Regions from separate parts of the Mus musculus genome. Here region 1 is linked to region 2. The links are chromatin contacts, called in public HiChIP or PLAC-seq maps. All regions are on one chromosome and are shown on one strand. Each heading gives the region's core, a stretch centred on a gene start, on an enhancer-like site or on the middle of the called end of the contact. The rest is flanking DNA. Distances are from core to core; before and after follow the strand shown.

The links. HiChIP or PLAC-seq counts read pairs in DNA pulled down with a chosen protein or histone mark.
Region 1: an H3K27ac HiChIP or PLAC-seq map of microglia shows a contact between it and region 2, with 15 times the contacts expected there. The contact joins two enhancer-like sites. A contact is called at or near these places in 1 of 39 promoter capture datasets (hippocampal neurons), 3 of 15 datasets of contacts at CTCF or cohesin (hippocampal excitatory neurons, large pre-B cells and pro-B cells), 122 of 484 Hi-C or Micro-C datasets (the 63-12 cell line, B cells, the C2C12 cell line and 77 more) and 31 of 115 datasets of contacts at active chromatin or transcription factors (the HPC-7 cell line, PVALB interneurons, VIP interneurons and 21 more).

The regions. Positions count from the first base shown.
Region 1 is chr13:102,642,158-102,647,923 of GRCm38.p6, reverse strand. No RefSeq gene overlaps it. Among named protein-coding and RNA genes, the nearest start is that of Gm41046, 21 kb to the left of the region's middle. Within about 2 kb of position 2,898, at least 71 of the 459 cell types and tissues checked have an H3K27ac peak or open chromatin away from gene starts, as enhancers often do. A contact at or near this core is called in DN2 thymocytes, the HPC-7 cell line, long-term hematopoietic stem cells and 1 more, where this site is marked.
Region 2 is chr13:101,738,717-101,744,459 of GRCm38.p6, reverse strand. The region is part of intron 2 of Pik3r1 (phosphoinositide-3-kinase regulatory subunit 1); the gene reads left to right. Among named protein-coding and RNA genes, the nearest start is that of Pik3r1, 27 kb to the left of the region's middle. Within about 2 kb of position 1,584, at least 46 of the 459 cell types and tissues checked have an H3K27ac peak or open chromatin away from gene starts, as enhancers often do. A contact at or near this core is called in DN2 thymocytes, the HPC-7 cell line, long-term hematopoietic stem cells and 1 more, where this site is marked.

The DNA of each region.
Region 1 (5,766 bases), core at 1,649-4,148, 900 kb before region 2:
GTACCCCGCATGTTGTATATAAAGGCTCTATAAAGTAGGAATTGTTCTGTGAATTAGACTTTCCCCGTTCTTCGGTTGGGAGACAGACTCAGACAATTGCTTGGTTTTGTAAAAACACGTCTCCGTGATTCTACAGCTGTGCTTAGAGAGTAACTGAATAGTAATGTTTTGATCATTGCTCCACAGATGGTGAGGCCCCAGAAGACACATGTCTCTTCTGTAGAGGGGCAATGCAGGAAGTGTGGGTGTATCAGTGGGCTCTGAGTACTTTGGGATGCATCTGTGTGGGGACCTAAATGAGTGTTTCTAGTCTTTCTTTAAAATGTTTTTTTTTTTTTAAATTTATGTGTCTATGTGTGTGTGTCTGCACACACATGTACATGTGGAGGCCAGCAAGGGTGTCAGACCCCCCTGAGGCTGGAGTTATAGATGGTTGTAGGGTACTCTACTTCGATGGATGCTAGAAACCAAACTTGGGTTTTCTCAAAGAGCAGATAGTGCTTTAAACCAAGGAACTCTCTATCTCTGTATTCCCATATTTATTTATTTTTTACAAGGTGTCAATACCAATGTAATAACCTCAAATATCATAGTCCTTGGGTCACAAATAGGAAAAAAAGCTTTTGGAAACAAAAAGTATTGGGTAACCAGTTTGGCACTGGAGATGGAGATCACATTTTTTTTTTTTTTTTTTTTTTTTTTTTACATCCCGTGCCCCTGGAAAGGTATTCAGTCATTCACCTGCTGGTTTCTGATAGAGGCAGAGCCTGAGTTCAGGCCTTTGAGTCCCTTCTCAGGGTCTTTCCAGATACTACACTGCCTTACCAGAACGGCCTTTCTGCTGAACTGGAGTCAGTGAGCTTTTCTCATGTGAAGGCCCAGGCAGTGAGCAATCCGGGCTGGGCAGACATGGGAGCTCTGGTGCAGCTCCTCACCTCTGCCATGGAGGGGAGTTGGTGTACAGGGGACTAATGTGAACGAGCGGGGATATGCTTCTGAAAAGACGCGGTCATAAACACAGGAGAGGGCCTGGCTTTGGCCAGTGGGTCACCCTTTGTTGGTCCAAGTTTCATAGTAACATACAGCAAGTTCTGCTTGGTGATCATCAACGAGGCCTTTGAATCTTAGAGAATTAAAGTCCCCATCCAGCCTGATGCTGAGAGCTACTATGACATGGTGGTCCCCGCAGGACCGGGCTTCCTTCCAGGTCTGCCTATGCACAGACTCTGAGCCAGCATCCAGGAGAGTGGGCAGGCCCTCTCTAGTTTCCAGAAGGAATCGACAATTCTCTTCCTGTGCAGATAAAGGAACAATTATACCACTGGGGACTTACTGGAAAGTGAAGCGGGCTCACCAGGAAGCAGCAGGAATTTGCTTCTCAGTCATTTTCTCCACAGTCTGGCCCCGAGTCTGCCAGACTGAGAAAGGTCAGCTGGGATCACTGGCAGACTTGGAAAACTTCCAGAACCTTCACTTGTGGGATGACACATGGGGGTTTGTCAATTTCCGTGGCCCACTTGGGACTTCCTGTGGCCCATCCAGTTACCTCATCCTCTCCAGGTTCAAACACATAAGAGTTTTATCCTCAGCCGCTCTGTCAGGGCGACACTGTTGTGACACTGTCTACAAATGCGACTTTCGAGTCCTTGACCCCTATGCCTTCTTTGCGGATTTCTTGTTGACGTTTGAGAAAGTCAGAAGCCATTGTCTTTCACAGAGGTCAAATCTAGGAGCTGAGGCGAAACCCGATGTCTATGCCAACGGGGCTGGATGTTTATCCTTGAGCTTATGTGCACGCATGCATGCACAAAGTTATGTGTGAATCTCAGCTCGCCCTTTAAATTAGGTCACCTTTTCCAAGGCCTCCACTCAGGGAAGGTCCTTGAGCAGCCTTGGTGCTCTTAAGTAGCCCAGGGACCGGGTCCTTTCTTGTTAATGTCACCCCCAGGTATCCTCTCCTCTTTTGTTTCTACCATGCAAATTTACCTCCCGGCCTGTTTCAAATTTCTGAGAGTCAACGACTTACAAAGGTGGATGGAGCCTTCAGTGGATTTAGTTATCTAAATCTTAAAAACTCTATTCCATGATTACCTACCTCAAAGCTTGACAGTCCACACCTGTCATTGGACCGGAGTTTCTTCGAGTGTAATGAAGCCTTCAGAATTGAAGTGGTTTTGGGAGACATGGGGGGAAGAGTTCTATTATTTTTACAGAGTGGCACTCTTCTCCCTGGAGATAAGAAGGCTGGGTCTGGTGTGAGGCTGGAAAAAAAAAGCAAAACAAAAAACAAAAAAACAAAAAACAAAACAAAACAAAACAAAAAAAAGAGAAGGGAAGGAAAGAATATTTGATTATTTCTTCATAAACCACCAATTCCTTTAGCACCTGGCTGTGGCTCCTGCTGCCGTGTGGAGAATATCAATGGCTTTAATATTCCCATCGTTGTGCCTTGGAATCAGTTGCCTGTCCTGCTGAGCTCTCTGAATTTCAGACCAGCGCCAGCCCTGAAAACCACGGCAGATGTAAGGGAAGTTTAGCCAGAATGCTCTCAGTTAAAGCCCGCCTCAACATTTCTCCTGTGCCCATGGGGTTTTAGCACACCCCTCTCCGCAGTCCCTTGATTGAGGGGCATATCCCTAAGTGTGCAGGTACTACATTAGGACATTTTCATAAAAATTTTTAATGGTCTATTTTGTTTGAATTGGGTCATTATTCTCAGTAGCATCACTGGCAAAGAACAACTCTTGAATATTAACTAGAAGGAAAGAGAAAACAATAACAAAGGCGAAACAAAAATCTCCAACAAGCCGAGTCCGGGAAAGGAAGCTGAGGTTAGGCTGGGTGTATAAATTTCATATGGCTCATGACCACAAGGTGGCGCTATGAAAACACCTCATTTCCAAACCCCGAAAAAGATACAAATAAGGAAAACACAATGAAAGAGCCTTTCGTGCAGAAAATAGTCTGTGTCAAGAGCGAGCCAGCAAAACGCATGCACCAGCAACGCCTGTGTAGTCTGCTGTATGCATGTGGATCCCGCCTGTAACCATTTTAAGGAGCAATGTTATAGGGAGTGGAAATTGGTATTTTTGCGGGGGAGGGTAGACATTTTATAATTGATACTTTTATAATTCAAACAGGAGCTTCAACATGTGTTAAATTTTTTACATTGATTATTAAATGCATTTCATCTCCCTGGCATCTTTGAAAGTGTGACATTTTAGACATCAGAATGATAGGCTAGGCTTTCTACCCCTCAACCCACTTCTATTCTACGTTGAGAGCTTGCACAGTGGGGGACATTTATTTAAAAACAATTAGTGCCCCATTAAGGGAAACATGAAGCCTGCGGGTCACAGATGTTCTCGGCTGCTTTGGGAAATTGTCATGTAGGAAGTTGGTAAATTAATACTCTGTGGAAAATAGTTCTGTCCTTTAGACATGTCGTCTGTTATGTGACTCCCTGATGTCAGTGCCACGTTATTTCCAGTGACTAGAGTCGTGGCAGAGTGTTCTGTATGTGCATAAGGCGTCCATTTGCCGACAGTGAGATGAAAAGCTGGTATTTCACAAGTTTGTACACGGAAGATGGGATGTTGCTATAATGGCTCGGACAATCTGGTTCCTGAAGGCAGGAGTGGAAAGTCGTCCAGGGGAACAAGCAGAGAAGCCCAGGGATTCGCATTGCTGAACTCAGAGCAGCCCTCTAGATCAGGAGATATGAGAGCATTTCCATTCCTACCATGAGGTCCCAAGAACTAACTCCCCTACGAGTGCCACACTACACGGCAGGAAATGGCATGGGGCCTTGTAGTTATTCTCTAGGGAAAAATTCAGGGATGTTAGAGGGAAATGTCTACACATCACAATTTGAATTTAGATAAAAATCTAATAAAACATTATGAATTACTTTAACAAAGAAAAGGAAAGAGACAATATAGAGAGCAGTGTGTGTATGTGTGTGTGTGTGTGTGTGGCTGGAAGTATTTTGTTGTTATTATGTGACAGAATCTCACTCTGTTGCCCCATCTGGTCTTGAGTTCATGGGTCCTTAAGATTCAGCAAACAAAGTCTCCGGGACTCCAGCCCAGCACTGCTGTATCTGACTGTGAGCTGGGTTTGAACCCGGGGCCTCCAGTGTGCCAAGCCTATACTTTACCATTGAGTTATACCCTGAGGGTGTGTGTATTTCTTTTCTCCTTCTTTTATATAATCTCATCACTTTGTCAGTCAAGCTGTCATATTTTCCCATCATCCACAGAGCAGGTGGCCAGGGGAAGGTCCCTGGTTTTCCCTCTAGCTGGGGAAAACCATACAGGTCGCTGATGAAAATTATGGCTGGGTTGATTCTTGGCTGACTCAATTACAGAGGCATTGCTCCAGCTGTAAATACAACTCATGATATAAAAATTATCCAGTCCCTACTTGGGGAAAAAAAGATGCTAATTAAAATATGAACCTCTAAGGAATGTTCCTTATTTAGATAACCAGTGTGTTAACTAAATTTGAGCCTGCAGCAATATAAACAGCTATTTCTGCTACTACTGCTATGAATTGTTTTGAAGTAGTCAACAGAACTGTATATTATTATTATACGAATCATATGTCTATTAGCTTGTAGAAAAGGTATATGGAAGGAAAGGTGTGTGTGTGTGTGTGTGTGTGTGTGTGTGAGAGAGAGAGAGAGAGAGAGAGAGAGAGAGAGAGAGAGAGAGAGGGAGAGAGAGAGAGAGAGAACTGTAAAGAAAGTAAAGTTTGCAATATACCCTGTCATACATTGGGCCAAGATAGCAGCTATTTCTGATACATATACACATTGTTCTTTTTATATGCCAATTCTCACAGTACATTGGGGATCCAAGCAACTTGTTTGGACAATTCATCACATTATCTTTAAAAAAATTCAGATAATTTGATGGTGTTTTAAAAAAATTAAGATACCATATATCCTATGGTAATTAGAATTAAAAATTATAGGATAGTTGAGAAGGGGAAGTATCCTAGATTCTGGAGCAAACCATCACAAAAGAACCAAATTCCTAACTTGATTTGAAAAAAATGCAAATAATCTGGTTCCCTCACGAGGAATTTTGAATCACTTGGAGGTTGGTTAATATAGAATTAGTGAAGTCAGGCATGATCCCAACTCTCATGAGGCTGAAACAGGAAGATTGCTGTGAGTTCAGGGCCAGCTTGGGCTATAGAGTAGGGCCTAGTCTTAAAGACAAGCAGCAAAATCCTGAAAATTCAAACCCTCAAAAAAGCCCCAAAAGTAGGAAGGCAACCAAGAACATTTAAAGAATTAATTATACTCATGGTTCTATGTAGCCCAGGTTGGCCCCAAACTTCTGGTCCTACTGCCTCAGAGTCCTTGGTGCTTGTATTACAGATGTGCACTACCACGTTCAATTTTGACACAATCAGGAGACCTGGGTTTACGTTGAAGCTTCCAGCTGTGTTCGATCAATGGTTCTTGACCACTGATAGCCCGGGCATTTATTTCTTTGTTCTGATGTTTGTTAATTCTGCCTTTTAAAGGGGCCATGAATACTGAATGTGGAGAACTCACTTAGAGGACTTGGATCTATAGTGAGCCTCAAGGCTCCTCCTCTGCTTTAGAAACACAAGGGTGTTCTTTACAGCCTGGCCTATTTGTGGTGTTTGCGTTATCTTTGATGTGCTAGCGGCTTGTTCCGAAGATGCCACTGACTTTGGCTTCTTTGGCTAATGATTTGATGCAGTTGAGACTTGGGGGTGGCTTGCTTG
Region 2 (5,743 bases), core at 335-2,834:
ATTTACTCAGGACAACACAGCAAACCTTTCATGTCACTCGGGGGTGGGGCTCAAAAGTTCCATTTTCATCCTTAAGTTCACAACTAGAGCATATGCTAAAAGAAATTTGAATTTAAGAACTAATTGTTACATACATACAGAGTGCATCTTCCAAAATCCTAGAGCTACCATGATATACCAAAAGTATATCAATGTGGATGGAAAATGCTTACTTGGCATAAAAAATTTAAAGATATATATCTGTGTGTACACACATAAACCTAAAGCTAGCTTTACACCTGCCTTTGCATGTTGCATATATTTCAGGTTCTCTGCTAACACCTATTTGTGTGTTAGCTACTTACTTTTCATGATAACTCTATGATAGTGACTTTATCCATACACCCGTTGTAAAGTCAAAGTGTAGTTAAATCCCCAAGTTACACAGCCAGTAGGAAAGCTGAGATTTGACCTTATAGTGCTCTCAAGCAGATATAGCATGCTAACAAGAGCTGGTAGATAATCATGTTATATCGTGTGACTCACTCACTCCTGTTCGGCCAGGGTGTGTCCCGGAGCCAAAGACAGATGACACCCCCACCCCCATCTCCCACCCCTACCCTCTTGCTTTGCAGTGACCTATGGTCTGCCAAGACAAAAGGAGCTCAACAAAATGGATGTTTCCTGTTTCAGGAAATAGACGCAAGAAAAACTAATGTATGAAGCAGACATGAGTGTCATTTTTCCTTCTATCAAAAGATCGCCAGGTCAGCAAGCTAGGAAAAAGTGATTGATTTTAAAGAGAGTTTATCCCCTCCGCATGTTGGAGCCTTGCTTTTGGTGTGTGTGTGTGTGTGTGTGTGTGCGCGTGTGTGTGTGTGTGTGCGAGCGCGTGTGTGTGTGTGTGTGTGTGTGTGTGTGTGTGTGTGTGTGTGTGTGTGTGTGAGAGAGAGAGAGAGAGAGAGAGAGAGAGAGGCCAGAGGACAAGGTCAGGTGACATTCTAGGAACTCCCTCTCCACTGAGACAGGCTCTCTCAGTGGCCAGGAAGTATGACGTTTAGGCTAGGCTGGTTGATCAGTGAGTACCGAAGCTCTGCCTCTCTCTGCCTCCCTAGGATTGGGATTACAGGTGTGAGCCACCGTGACCAGCATTTTTATGTGGGTTCTGAGGATCAAACCCATGTCTTTATCCTTAAATGGACAGCACTGTAGTGACTGAGCCTTCCACCCTCAGCCCAAACCTGTGCATTTTATGAGATTGATGAAAATATTAACTGTTAAATTAACCTCTATTTGACTTACGGTTCTCAATGTTATATATCACACATATAAGCCATATAAACTTGTTTCTATACAAATTATTATGTACTTATATGTAATATATATAAAATTGTATTTACATAAAAAGATCTGATAGTACAGCATGCATATAATGTCATAGGAAAAGCTTTGCTGGGATAATTATTCAAATATGCCTTTCTAATGGAACTACTTGATGGTTCCAGCAGGCTGTAACTTGCTACTGTAACTTGTAACAGCCTTCAAGTTAGGAGTTTTATGGACAGTTACATTGTAACTGTCACTTGTGGTCTAATCTTCCCCTTAAGGGAAGCTTGAGAAACACTGTCAGCTTTTTCGAGTAGAGGAAGTTTAAACATATTGGCGCAGAGTCTTCAAAATTGTTTAGCTTAAACTCCCATTCTTGTCAGACCACATCTTTCCAGGCCCTCTGCGGCTGGAGTCAGCTAGCTTTTGGCTCTCAGGAAGGAAAAGTTTCACCGAGTGCAACAAATGTTTACTCTTCTCTCCTTTGCCAGAGCTGGGGTCTGCTCAGCAGATCTGAGGCTTGGTTGCCGCCTGTCGTCAGTCTACAGGTTTTAGTTGTATAATTGCTTTTGGCCAATTCCAACTTAATTCTAAAACCTAGATAATACTTTTGGGTAAATAGTTTTGTTGTTTTTTGAGACAGGGTTTCTCTGGGTAGCCTTGGCTGTCCTGGAACTCACTCTGTAAACTAGGCTGACTTCAAACTCAGAGAGTTCCTCCTGCCCCTGACTCTGCCTCCTGAGTGCTGGGATTAAAGTTGTACACCACTAGCTATCATATTCATATATATATATGTATATATATATATATATACATATATAATTTACATTATATATTACATATTATAAGTATACTTATATATAATATATATTATATATACATATTTTTTACTGGGAAACCAATCTTTCCCCTCTCCCTTTCTGCCCCCACCCCCTTTTCGCAGTTCCCACCTGGCTCCTTCCTTTCCTCTCTTTCTTCTCCCATCCTATGCTTGCAGAGTCCACTCTGAGAGGCTGGTGTCTTTCACATACCTCACAAAGGATGGGTTGGTTTCACAACCAACTTTCCCGATGATGTAGTACCAGTGTCCCGCCTCACCTCTCAGGCAGCCCTGCTTGTCCATTTGCTCTGGTTTCTACTTAGATGATATCCTGCCCCTGGATTCAGTAGTTCTTTGAGGGTCCATCTTTTATCAACATCGGAAACCGTGCTTAGTTCACATGTGCAAGTGTTGTGAATTTTACATCCTATCACTTACAATTAGTACCTTTTTGAGTTCGCTCTCACATCTCATGTGTAATTTCCTAAGAGAAGAAAGGAGGGCTAGTTGATAGTGGTTGTAAACTCTTTTGACATGAGGGTAAAAGTATTTTGTTTATAGAGGACAGAAAAGGAGTTAATATTTAGCGACTGTGCTGAAGGCGGGACAGGACCTAAGGAATGTGGCCACCTGACCCTGGACCTCCCATCTGTGCATGTGCACCTGGATAATTACACAGGTTTTCGATTTGCTAGAAAGGTTGTATTTGTGACTTTAATTTACATTTTCGTTTTTAGTTCATAATCCTAGATTCCACATTTCTCTAAGAGGAAAGGCCCTGCTCAGACACGGAAAAAAAGTCAGCTTCAATGTGGCTGTTTGGAAGTTTGCAGAAATAGGTGGAGTGTATGTGGTGGGCTGGACACCAGCTACTGCGCTCTTGTGCACCTACTAATCCTGATTGCAGGTTGAGGCTTAGGAAAAGAAACTAGACCAGGGTCAAGCACAGCTGGTGGTCATTCAGTCCTCACAGTGGTCTCACTTCTGAGTGTGTGCGTCTCAGTACCACCCTCAACCTTCAAAGAGCCAGGCTGGAGGACCAGGACCTCTTGTCGGTCATCCTCGTGCATTAAGAAACAGCAGTGTCTAAACCATAGGCTTAATAAACACAGTTTTGAATTTCTCTACTTTGCTTAACACTTCTTTTATCTCAAAGTAATTTACAAATACCACAGGTCACGTGCTAGACAGATGGATGCTGTTTGTGTCAGACTCATGTACTTGGAGCATGAATTAAATCAAAGACCCACAGGAGATCACTGGTATACTCATTTCTTTTGAAATTTTATCTTAATTAACTTTTTATTATATAGGGTATGACAAGGCTAGTTCCATACATGTATTCAATGTGCATGGGACAAATTTCCCAGCATCCCCCACTACAGCCCCAGGTATTTGTTTTCATGAGACCCATCCAGTTCTTTCAAGGTTTCTTTGTGAGATTTTGCATGTTAGAGCAGTGACCCTATTTACTTAGCAAAGGTACTATTAGTTCATTATTAGTTCTGTAACTTGGATTTGAAGTCCTTCATAACCACCGCAGTCTTGAAGAGCATTTGTGCTTTATCTGACTGGCTAGGGAAAAAGTTCAGTCTTACCAAAAAGAACTGTTCTGAGCTCTTGGGTCAGGGTGTGAATGTTTTTCATGTGACTTTCAGTTGGGTCTTGCTCAGAGAACGTAGTGGTCAAAGTTGGGTTCACATCTTGGGCATAATTTGCAAAAGTGAAGTTTGTAGGTGCAGGGTGGTTCCGTGAAGACATGAAGATGAATGGACGTAATGTTTATCTTTGAAGTCCTGTTTCCAGAGGACACTGGGGCAAGGAACAAACGCTCTTCTGTTCTGAAGCATCCCAGTGTTTTCCCACGTTGGGTCCACGAGACTGAGTAGAGGGCTTTGAGATGCCATAGCTCCAGGATACATTGTTCCCTCCTTTTTAGGAATCGGGTATCCCCAGTACTGGGGTCAGGCTCCTCATCACGCCTCTGAGGTAGGAAGTGCACGGAGCCCAGGCTTACCCACAAAGCCAAGCCACAGCTGAGCATTTCCCACTGTGGAAAGTCCTTCCTGTGTTTGTCACCCATGGACTCAGCCCTTAGTGTCTGGGTCAGTTGAATGCCTATCCAGGGAAAGCCAGTGGTTTGGCAGAGAAAACTGGATCTAAGTGGGAATAAAATTTGTTGACCTCTGCCTCAGAGGGTCACATTTTTCATTTATATTTCACACGAGTCATCATAAATTACAGTGCTTATAGATAAAGAAGACTTCCTCCTTCCTCCCTCTCCAGACACCACATAATGGAAATTGCAAGTTTCTACAGAAAGGCCGATACTGCTGCCTCCTCCTCTTCTTCCTCCTCTTCCTCTTCCTCCTCCTCTTTCTCCCCCTCCTTTTTTTTTTTTTTTTTTTTTTTTTTTGTAAACTAAACAAAATGTCAGTCTCTGATGAGACTTGCTTCCTGCCAGAATTCCCACTGGTCTACTGTCACAGTTTCCACAAAGGGCCAAGATGAAGGAGGGAAACCCATTTTGAACCCTGTGCTCTTCTGTATTATGGGAAAGCTGCTTTCTGCCTCAGGATGGGGAGAACTGTTAAGTTCTAAACCTTAGTGATAGGCACGTAAGACCTACTGGATTCTAACTGCTGAAGGAGAATGTCGATTAAGGCAAGATTTGTTCTGCTGCTGCGATCAGACATATAAAACTTTGCAAAGTTTTGTTGTTCATTTCCTGTTTAAGAAAAAAAAAATCACCCTGTCCTATGAACTCCCAGAAGATGAGAAGATTTTCCTCAGAGAAAATTCAGTTCTGGGAAGAGCCCTCCATAGAGGTCATAACCTACAAAATTCTTGAAGGGAAGTTTCAGTGAGAAGAGGGCAGGGACGGTTGGGAAGCTCTGAGTGCTGCAGTGGGTGACTGGTGTGTGAGCCCCTGCTTTCTTGAGCTGCAGCCTTCATGGGACGTGTAACACACATCTGCAGAAATTTTGGGGGAAATTAAAAAAAAGAAAAAGAAAAAGAAAGAACAACATGAAGTTGGGAGAAGTGTAGTGGAGGCGAGGAAAGAGTGGACTTTGATCAATGTATATGCAGGTATAACTATTAAATAAAATATTAAAAAATAGATTTCTGTTTCCAGCACAGGGCAGGAATAGCCTAGCTAAGTAGGAGTTTGCACCAGTAGTTGTATCTTTCCCAAATGACTGCTGGAGAAAATAAGTGTAAGCCATTGTCAACAGGTTGTGGAAGAGACTGGTTCAGCATGCTCGCTACCAAAAACTCGCCTTGCTGCGAGGCTGGCCCCAGCCCCAGCCTTCCACATAAAGCAGGTGCTGTTCGGATCAGAGGCTGATCATCCTTGGCACCCAGAGTGGACAGCCTGCCAATTGTTGCACAATCGAGTGGACCCAAGCGACAAAGGACTGCTTAATTGAAAGTGTATAAAATGGTTCCTTAGTTGAACCTTAGTGGGTCACACCCTTAATCCCAGCACTGGGGAGGCAGAGGCAAATGACTCTCTGAGTTTGAGGCCAGCCTGTTCTATAGAGTGAGTTCCAGGACAGCCAGGGTCACACAGAGAAAACTTGTCTCAACCTCCCTCTGCCGTCAAATAAAATGGTT